2 separate regions of the Oryzias latipes genome follow, and region 2 is linked to region 1. The links are chromatin contacts, called in public Hi-C maps. All regions are on one chromosome and are shown on one strand. Each heading gives the region's core, a stretch centred on a gene start, on an enhancer-like site or on the middle of the called end of the contact. The rest is flanking DNA. Distances are from core to core; before and after follow the strand shown.

Evidence for each region. A called contact is a pair of places that touch in the nucleus more often than the background predicts.
Region 2: a Hi-C map of fibroblasts shows a contact between it and region 1, with 3 times the contacts expected there. The contact joins the promoter of ssr3 here to the promoter of veph1 in region 1. A contact is called at or near these places in 2 of 5 Hi-C or Micro-C datasets (embryo and fibroblasts).

Annotation. Positions count from the first base shown.
Region 1 is chr13:24,360,290-24,365,194 of ASM223467v1, reverse strand. veph1 (ventricular zone-expressed PH domain-containing protein homolog 1) reads right to left here and starts at 2,892. Exons shown (of 15, transcript XM_023961681.1): 1 at 2,683-2,892.
Region 2 is chr13:24,637,817-24,642,721 of ASM223467v1, reverse strand. ssr3 (translocon-associated protein subunit gamma) reads right to left here and starts at 2,072. Exons shown (of 5, transcript XM_023961695.1): 1 at 1,791-2,072; 2 at 624-750; 3 at 331-429; 4 at 1-125. The coding sequence starts at 1,923. LOC105355500 (a long non-coding RNA gene) reads left to right here and starts at 2,109. Exons shown (of 3, transcript XR_002291568.1): 1 at 2,109-2,189; 2 at 4,021-4,093; 3 at 4,467-4,905.

The DNA.
Region 1 (4,905 bases), core at 1,643-4,142:
CGCCTTTGGTCAGCACGCTGGGAGAGGTGCAGGAAAACACTGACTCTTTTGTACGAGCCGTAAGGACAGAGCAACCCTTCCCTTCTCCCGCCCCCTCGCCCTGCTCACTGGGCTCTGTCTTTCTGTGTAATGTGCACCTGCTCAGCCTGCACAAAGTCTCACACACACACATTCACACAAGAAAAGGAGCTGAATGAAAGAGACACTCAGAGCAGAAGAAAAATGCCCACATTCCTCAGTTTTTTTCTCAGAAGTTGTCTTGAAAAAGTCTGTCCTACTTAGCACACTAGTGGGATCCTGTGGATGAAATGAGCTTTCCGAGCTTTTATTTTTTAGCTTTTGTATAAGTTATAACCTGCAATACAGAACAAGAACAGAATACCAATTAAACCAAGTTTAACTAAGATCTGATTTTGAGCTTTACAAACAAATAATCAGGAGCTACATCAAGAAAAACGACTTAAACAGAGCCTGGAAGTGGAAAACTGTTAAGAGCGCTCAGCTGTCTGCTCCTTCCAAGTTAAATATTTTGTCCTGAAATATCCTCCTGCCGCCACGAGAATCGGAAACCACTTTGCGTTTAAAGTCTGGCTAAGTTGGCAGTTATTCTATAACTGGGCCGATCAGTTATGCAACTGATGCCTTGAATTTCATGAATAAGTAAGATGAATAAGCTACCAAGCAGAGTTTCCCTGAAGATGTTTGTGGAAATAGATTCACACACTGCAGCACGAAGACCGTCAGAAGACTTGAAAGAAAGACCCCCTGAGGTTCAGCACTGGAAAACTCTGTATGACTGTTTTAATGTGTGTGTGTGTGTGTCCCATGAAGAGGAGGAAGGAGGGAAGGTTTTTCATCATTTATGCCTCGCAGTTATGCGGCAGCGGAGGAGCGACTGGGAATTTGAGCCTGACAGGAGCGGAAAAAAGTAGTGACAGTAAAACACTCAAAGCTACAAAGATAGAAAAGAGTGAGATACAGAAAAAAGAAAAAGAACGGTGTGAGGAGCAGGAAACAAAGTTACTTGTGTTCACTCTAAGCAGCAGTTCCCATAGGTCAAGATCTGATCACATTCTGAGCTATTTTCAAAGCGTTTCCCAGTGGTATTTTATGACTGTGTCGTTTTTAGCCCAAATCAAAAATTCTGTGTCGTTTTCTAGGACATAGTTTCTGCAGAGCGGCAGTAGTTCATTAAAAATTCACCTCTGGGTTGTGGGCTGAACTGTTGGGGCGCCCTCATGTCCCATCATCCATCTGTTGACACGCTCTAGCGCTACAGTCCCTCCCAACCCCCCATATAACATTACCGGTGCAACAAAGATGGCGACCAATACTGGAGCTAAACAAAGACGAACAAAGATCTAGTCGTCTACAAGTGGATCCATTGGAATGGAGCAGGGAGCTTGTGGCCCACCGATTGTAGCTTCTACGTCACTGCTACAAGCTTCTTCCAACTTTTTTATATATATATTTTTGATATATCCCCCATCATGAGAAAATTGCAATCAGAACATGTTAAAAACAAGAGAAACACCATTTTCATCTGAGTGGGTCTTCAAAGTGACCAATGATCAAGCCAAATAAAAGTGCCAACAGTTTGATTTTTCTGTCATTTTAGGGACAAATTGTTTTAAAAGAAACTGTCTTATATTAAATGAGTTATTCCACTTTTCAATTTGGGGGTGTGCCATTACTACGGGTTTCAAAAGCGCCATGTGTGGCAAATTTTCCGCAGGCTCAACTCTGTTAAATGCCAGTGATTCCAATCCACTAGTCTCAGAAGGGGGTGGTGAATACTTTCCTGCAGCAGTTGGGGCATTTTGAGAAGCCGTACTGCTCCAAAATGCCTCACTCAGCCAAAATAACATTTTCAAAAGCATTCTTTCTTTACCCAAATCCTGCTGGCCAACCGCCTAAACTCCAAACTCTAGAAACATGTTCTGATTTCAGCCTGTTCCTCTGACCTGGAAGGTTACAATGATTAAAGGGATATGTTCTGTACCTGAAGATGGTTTTGGATGCTTCCTGTTCTCTTTTAAGTTCTCCCAATGCGCAGGAGGAGCACAAAATAAACACACACAAAATAGCAGGAGGTATCTGAGCTTTGTCCTAAAATGACCCTGGAAAAAAGACCTCCAGCTCTGTGAACTTCATGTCAGATCAAAGTAAAGTCATCAGAAATCCAGTGAGCCGTGAACTACACAACAGGACAACCTGACAGATGAAAAGGTTACCTGGATCATGGGGGATTTGGCAGGAACAAATTCTAACATTCAGTCAGACATGTTTGGAAACTATATTTACAAAAAAAAAAAAAACTATTCCACGGACACACTGTGGAAGTCTGTGACCTTGAAGGCATCCCACTCCATCCGCGCGTATGAGCGCATGCTGCGTGTGGAGCAACAGTGGATCTGGACTTAAACAGAAGCCGGGGGGAAACGTGAGCGCGTGTTTGTGGGACACGCACAGGTAGACGACAAGAAAACAACAGGGACTCCCAGAAAAACGTCTGGCCGTCGGCTCTGCGCCTGAGAGGCGCGGCTCCTGTCGATGTTCTCTCTGAACTTTCCCAGCATGAGTGTCAGGCTGGACGCATTCCTGCTGCCTGGCCGCCGTCCCTCGCGCGCGCTGACATGCTTTCTGTGGAGCAGCTGAAGCTGCAGCCTCCATCATGCTTACCTTCTGGACGTCGAGCGGGCAGGGAACGTCACGCCGCCTCCAAACTGCTCTCCGCAGCGGCTCATAGTCACACAGAGCATCCGAGCACCGCAGCAGATGCCCCGAAACAGCGGGTCTTATTATAGCCGTCCTTTCCTGTCTGACATTGGAAGCGCGCCACCCTGCGGTGGACTAAAGTACAGGGCAACAGGTGGAAACGGACACCCAGCATGCAGGCACGCCCCCACGTGGTGGCCAGAGGTGGCACCCTTTAAAAAAAAAAAAAAAGGGTCTGCACCCCTGAATTTTTTTTACAATTTTATGTTTTTTATCAACATTTGTGTACGGAGAAAGAAAAAATAAGGGCATTGAAAATTCTGACTTTTTTCTCAGAATATTCTATGCCCTTTTTTTTCGTCACGCTAAACTGAAACTTATGTGAGCAAAATTAAAGATTGGAAAAAAGCGAGATGAGGCAACCCATGCAAAAACATTTGTTTTGCAAGTGCAAAATATACAAATAAAATCATTTTTCATCTTCTTAACCGTTTTATTCCCTTTCGGGGTCACGGGGTTGCCGGAGCCTATCCCGGGCACTTGGGCGTAGGCAAAGGATGCCCTGGACTGGTCGCCAGTCTGTCACAGGGTGGAATATCCTCAATCACACATCCATTCACTCTCACACTCACACCTATGGACAATTTATAGTTGCCAATCAACCTATGAAGCATGTTTTTGGACAGTGGGAGGAAGCTGGAGATCCCGGAGAAAACCCACGCATGCACGGGGAGAACATGCAAACTCCACACAGAAAGGCCCCCCATTGATGTTGTGTTTTTTACATGTCCCCCAGCCGGGACTGGAACCGGGGGCAAGAGCTGTGAGGCAAGAGCGCTAACCACTGCGCCACCGTGCAGCCGTACAAATAAAATCTGAAAATGTTAATTCAGCATTAACAGTTTTTTCATCACATGTGACGATCAAATTGATCTCAATGTTTTGGTCAATGGTCATATTTAAAGTCATCCAGAAAACCTTAAGTAAAATGCCCCCCCAGGGCCATTAACCGCAGACAGCTTAGGATCAGTTGAGCACAAAAACCCCTTCACCACATTAAGGTGGTGGAGGGGTGGTGGAGCGGATTTTCTTTTCTCTCGTTCTTTTATGTTTATTTATTTTTTTGTGTTTTTTTATTTTGTTGTCTTTTTAGTTTTTTATTTTGTTGGGTTTTGTTTTGTTTTTATGATTTTGGTTTTTTAAGTTTGTTGTTTTTGTTTGTTTTGCTCGACTGAACCTTTGGTATTTCTCCAGTTTCTCATGTTCCTTCTTCCTGATGTTCCCATCGCTTGGCACTGCCACATCCACCACAACGGCTTTCCTCTGTTCTTTATCCACCACTACAATGTCTGGTTGGTTTGCCATTACCATCCTATCAGTCTGAATCTGGAAGTCCCACAGGATCTTTGCCCTCTCATTCTCTACCACTTTTTTACTTTAAGGTTTCCCGTCCATATTCTGCACACATGTTTCTGTATATTATTCCAACCACTTGATTGTGGCGCTCCATGTATGCTTTACCTGCCAGCATCTTATACCCTGCAGTTATGTGCTGGATTGTTTCAGGGGCCTCTTTGCACAGCCTACACCTTGGGTCTTGTCTGGTGTGGTAGATCTGAGCCTCTATTGCTCTGGTGCTCAGGGTTTGTTCCTGAGCTGCCAGGATGAATGCTTCAGTCATGGAGAAGGAATCGATGTATAACTCAATCAATACGTTTTAAACACATAATTGTATTGAATTGTACTTTACTTTACACCTGATTGATATTTAATACAGTTACTATTTTATTAATTCTATAATAATAGGCCCAATAATGGATGTCAATCTCAATATCAATGTCGCGTTAATAAAACCAACATTTTTGTGGTCAACAGGTGGCGGTATTTTACCTTTTATGGCAAAATACAAGCTGGGGAATGAACAATACAAAATAAATTCCCTTTAAATTTTTGTCTCTGTCTGTCTGTCTGTCTGTCTGTCTGTCTGTCTGTCTGTCTGTCTGTCTGTCTGTCTGTCTAGAGCAGGGGTCTGAAACCTTTAACACTAAAAGAGCCCTTTGGTCAGGTTTCTTAGAGACCATAACCCAGCGAGTGACGCAAAGTCCCACTTCACCTTTCGCAAAACCACAATAAATGTTCATTAAGCTAAAATGTAGCTTTTAAATACTTACAATAATTGAATTATAC
Region 2 (4,905 bases), core at 823-3,322, 280 kb before region 1:
GGTTGAAGCTCTTCAGCAAGAAGAAGGAAGCGATGATGACGAGCACCAAGAAGAGCGTGTTGTTGTAGAAGATGGAGAAGGTGGTAGCCTCGTAGTCCGCTACCTCGTTCTTCTTCCACAGAATCCTGGTCAGAAGACAGGAAAACACAACGGGAATCACTCCCATGAACACAAAACGTACAGATAGAATAAAGCTCATCCGCCATGGCTGTCCTGCATCTGTAGCAACAAAATAACAGCAAACAACTTGAATTCACTCAGAACTTGATTTCAAACAATAACTTCCAATCCAATTCCTGCGTAAAAACAGCATCACTTAGCGTGGTTCACCTTTCGTCTTTCTCTTTGCGAGACATCTTGCGGTTGTCGGCCTCAGACAACTTCCTGGTAACTTCCTTGGAAACAGCATCTTCACGTTTTTGGGCAACCCTAATAAAACAAAAACATTTACAGATGTGGGCTCAGAGGTCCTGCAGAGTACTGTGAAGCAGTCGTTCTGGTTAGAAAAACTAATAAATACATTTGGACCCTCGTTTTTTCCCAGTTTCAACTGAAATATAGCTTTTTCTCTTTACTTTAATAAATGAAGAGCTATTTCATTTCTTCTTTTTTTTAATACTTACTTGTGTTTGAGCACAAACTTGACATTTTTGTAGGCAAAAGCAACCAGGTAAGTGCTGACCAGGGTCATCACAGCGTACAAGACTGCAGACTGGACCAGGTCCATGTGCCAGATCCTCCAGAACAGCCCTGGAAGGAACCACACAACACTTACTATGGGCTTCTTCTGAGAAGATCCAGAGAGCAGATGAAGTCCAAGTGAAACAACTTTTAGTTAACATTAAACATTTTAAATGCAGAAAGAAAAACAATAATTTGTTTTGAAAACTTTTATTCAAATCCTATTTCCTCATATTATTACCACTTTTTTTAAGGTTTTAAAAACTTTCTAAAGATCCTAACATTTTTAGATCAATTCAATGTTAGAATAGAATCTTTAGAAACGCATCTCATTACTTGACGTCCAATTGTCAACATCATTAAAAAAATACAAGATATAGTGAATTAAAATACAAAGATAAAGACAAACTATAAACTTTAAAATTTTAGAGCTTAAAAAGACGTCCATGCCAGCAGCTACCTCCAAGTTTGGGACTGGTAACAGAGAGGGCTGTGCCAGATGTCGGCGAGGTTAGTTATAGGTTAATCAAATGTATATTTGTGTAACAAATAATTGAATGCATTTAAATAAACAAACAGATAGCATGTCAAAGTGCTATTTAATCCCATATTTGTGTAGCAGTTTGCAGTTTTGAATCTTAGTCATTACTTTTCCTTTCCAAAAATAGTCTAAGAGAAACTTGTTGGACGTTTTAGAAATTTTGTATAGACTAAAATAAAAATAAATTAAAAAACGAGCAAACATGCGTGCTTTTTCATAGGCATTTGTGGAGCTGAAAAAAAAGCTGCTTCCATAAATAGTATTTATTAGTTTAACTTGTATAAAAACAGAATAGTTTCTAAGTTAATTCTTGTGAGGGGTAAACTATTTCTGAACTGATCTCTGATGGAAATCTCAGTTAGCTAAAGCTAAAATATTATTAGCATAAGTACTACCACTCCCCCTTTTTAATTCAAATTAACATATATCGTGCAAAAACAAATTCACGACTACATTTCTGGCGTTTTGACGGATCTGTCGACGTTTTCATTTAAATCAAAGTCAATCTTTTCTTGTTATTCAGACCCATCTCAGCAGGCTAGCTAGCTAGCTAGCTAGTTGTACTCACAGATGGGGATGGCGGAGACGATGAGAGCGTTTCCGTAAAACAAAGCGGTGGACTTTGCCGACAGGTTCCTGCTGAAGTCCTGGAGAAGCAGGTCCTCCTCTGACTGCTGCTTGGTGCTGCCTTTCGGGGGCATATCTGCGAGATGTACGGTCTGTGAGCTCCTCGGTTTTGTCTGGACACAAGAGGACTGACACGTCGGAAGAAAGAGGAAAGAGGGACGCGTCAGCACAATCCCGGGACTTCATTCACCACTTCCTCTCAGTGTGGCCGCTGCTGCCCCCTGGAGGACGGAGGACCAAAGCGCTGCACTTCTTGCCTCGTGGCACCGTTTCAGCAAACCTCCCACCCAGACGGGGATAAAAATGCAACAAATAATCACTTGCTTCATCACTGCTTAGGGTAAGCCACACCACACAGTTAAAATTTAAATTTTACCTAAAGTATATATAGGAAAAATTCTGTTGGGTTTCACTGACCCACATTTAATCCCGTTTTGTATGTCTAATAAGAGTGTTTAGTGCTAAAATGGGAAATCTCACCCCCCTGACATTTATCTTCCAGAAAACCTCTTGAGATGTCAGGAATTTTTAGTTTCTTAGAAACCTTCCAGTGCCTCATAAACGTTCAGCAGGCCTGAGGTCAGGTGGAGGAAACAAATGACAGAAGATCATCAATCAAACTTCAAAAAGAGAGTTCAGGTTAACTAGGTGTGTTTGGCCGGGGCACAGAGACAGAATTTAAACTGTTGATCACTGTTAAATACCTGAGTGGAAGTTGCAGATTGATTCAGCAAATTTATTCTTTTCTTACTAGAATTAATAATTTAAATGCATTTAATCTGAAGTGCCTTTCTCATTGCCCAAAGTCACCACAGCAGTCCAATAAAACCACAAAAAGCAGTAAATGTTAAAAACACAATAAAATCAGATCAGCCGGCATGAAAAAAAACAAAGAATCAGTGAGAAAAGTGAGTGTTTAACCTGGATTTGAAATGGGGAGTGTCTATATTGCAGAGGCCATGGAGAGACTGGCCGGGTGGACGGAAAGCAAGGAAGAGGAGGAGCGTAGGGAGCGAGAGGGAATGTAGGTAAAATATGACCAGAGCAACAAAAACGGCGAGCAATGTTGGAGCTATCCAGCCGTACAGTTCTGAGGCATATGTCAGCTCAGACGAGGAAACCAAAGACATACATGGATCTAATCGTCTACAAGTGGATGCTTCAGAATGCAGCGGAGCAGGGAGCTTGTTGTCCGCCCAACGTATTTTCTACGTCACATTTTTTCATCTGCTCCTAATTTACAACTATTTGAATAAAGAAATTCTCAGAAATGCAATTTTAAGCTAAAAATTCTTTTTATATGTCCCCCATCATGAGAAAAATGCGACAAAAACATGTTAAAAAACACCAAAAACACAAATTTTATCAGTGTGGGTCTTCGATCTCAGGTTATAACTGATCGTTGCACTGGACAAGACATTATAAATTACCTGGTAATATCTCACTCAAATGAAATTGTTATTATGAAATATTTTTTATTCAAATCATTTTTAATTGTGAACAAAAAATTCTGATAGAACTGACTGAAACAAAAGTGCAATTAAACAAGTTCTGGCAAATAGAAATTCAGACTTTGTCCACTAGAGGTCAGTATTTGCTGTCTTGTTTGAAGAAAGTCCCCCAGCTCTGAATCACCAGAAATATTTAGTTTGTTTTTAATTAAAGTAAAAAATGTTGCAGCTACAAGAAGTTAGAATCAATTCTTCACTTTTAGTTGTTTATTTCTTTATTTTTTTTACACTATTAAAAGTTCTGGTTCCATAAGCAGCTCATGTGTTAACCCACATGAAAAGCTACATAACTTTCCGGACTGTTGACTCTGTAGGTACAATTTTTAAAAAGGATAGAAAATAAACGTATATTCTATTTTTTGCTATTCTTCCAGACTTTTTTCCTCATAAAATGTGTCACACATCAAGGTGATTAGACCCAGCAGCCACATATGCATGAACGGACAAGTACATTTAAATGTTCTTTTCCTTTCTTCACCTAATCCTTCAAGCCTGTGACACGCCTGCCAGAGGGGATCTACAATGAATACAAAAAAACAAACAAAACAATAAACCTGATGAGAAAAACAAAACAAAAACCAACAACCAGCATTTGTTCTGCTGCTCTAGCTGACCCACTGCTTCACCTCCTGCTGAGCTGGTTTCCTTTTTCCTCTGCAGGAGTAAGCTGCATGCATGCACAGCTGATGGCATGGGTTTTGCGTGCACGTGTGCCACAATGCAAAGCAGAGAGGTGAGTTTGCGTGATGTCCCTGTTTTTTGGGGCAGAGCTTAGGAATTAGCTGTGCACTTCAGGGGTCCATGAGAGAAGCCAAAGAGGAGGGAGCAGAACAACTTTATTCTTGATCACCGCTTACTTCCTCGTGTTTACCTCTTCCCCAGATTTATTTTGTCTGTGAGTGATCTGTCAGACACAACCACACAACAGCACAACATATTCTAACCAGCCCCCCCAAAACATAGAAAACACACACACACACAAACACACACACACACACACACACACACACACACACACACACACACACACAAATAGACAAATCTTCTTCAGGGCAGATAACCCCGCAGTGCTGCTACAGTTTATCTTCTTCTGATTGCACCCTTAGGAGCAGTTACCACAGATCACCTGACAGAGCTGTGAATTCCTTCTGAGTTGCCATTCCTCACCTGCCAGGAATAAGGCTCTGAGAGGCCCAGGCCTCTGTGCTGGATGCTTGCACCTTCAGAAAAAAGCAGTTCATGAACCGGCACACCAGTGGAATAACAACTATAACTTTCAAGTTTTTGTCTATTTAATCGGCTGATTTGGCTTGAACGGCAAACTCCATTACACATACAAAACACTGAGCACAGAAACACTAAGCAGATATGCCTGACTAATCAAATTGAAAGAACCGAAGGATTTTCCACTACTGAGTGCCACTGGTCTACAAAAACAATTTCCGACTGATCTGTGTGGTCAGACAACATCCTCTGCTTCCTGATGGATAAAACACTTTTAAATCCTTCTCTTCAAACATGCGGTCTTAGGGATCTTAAATGAGG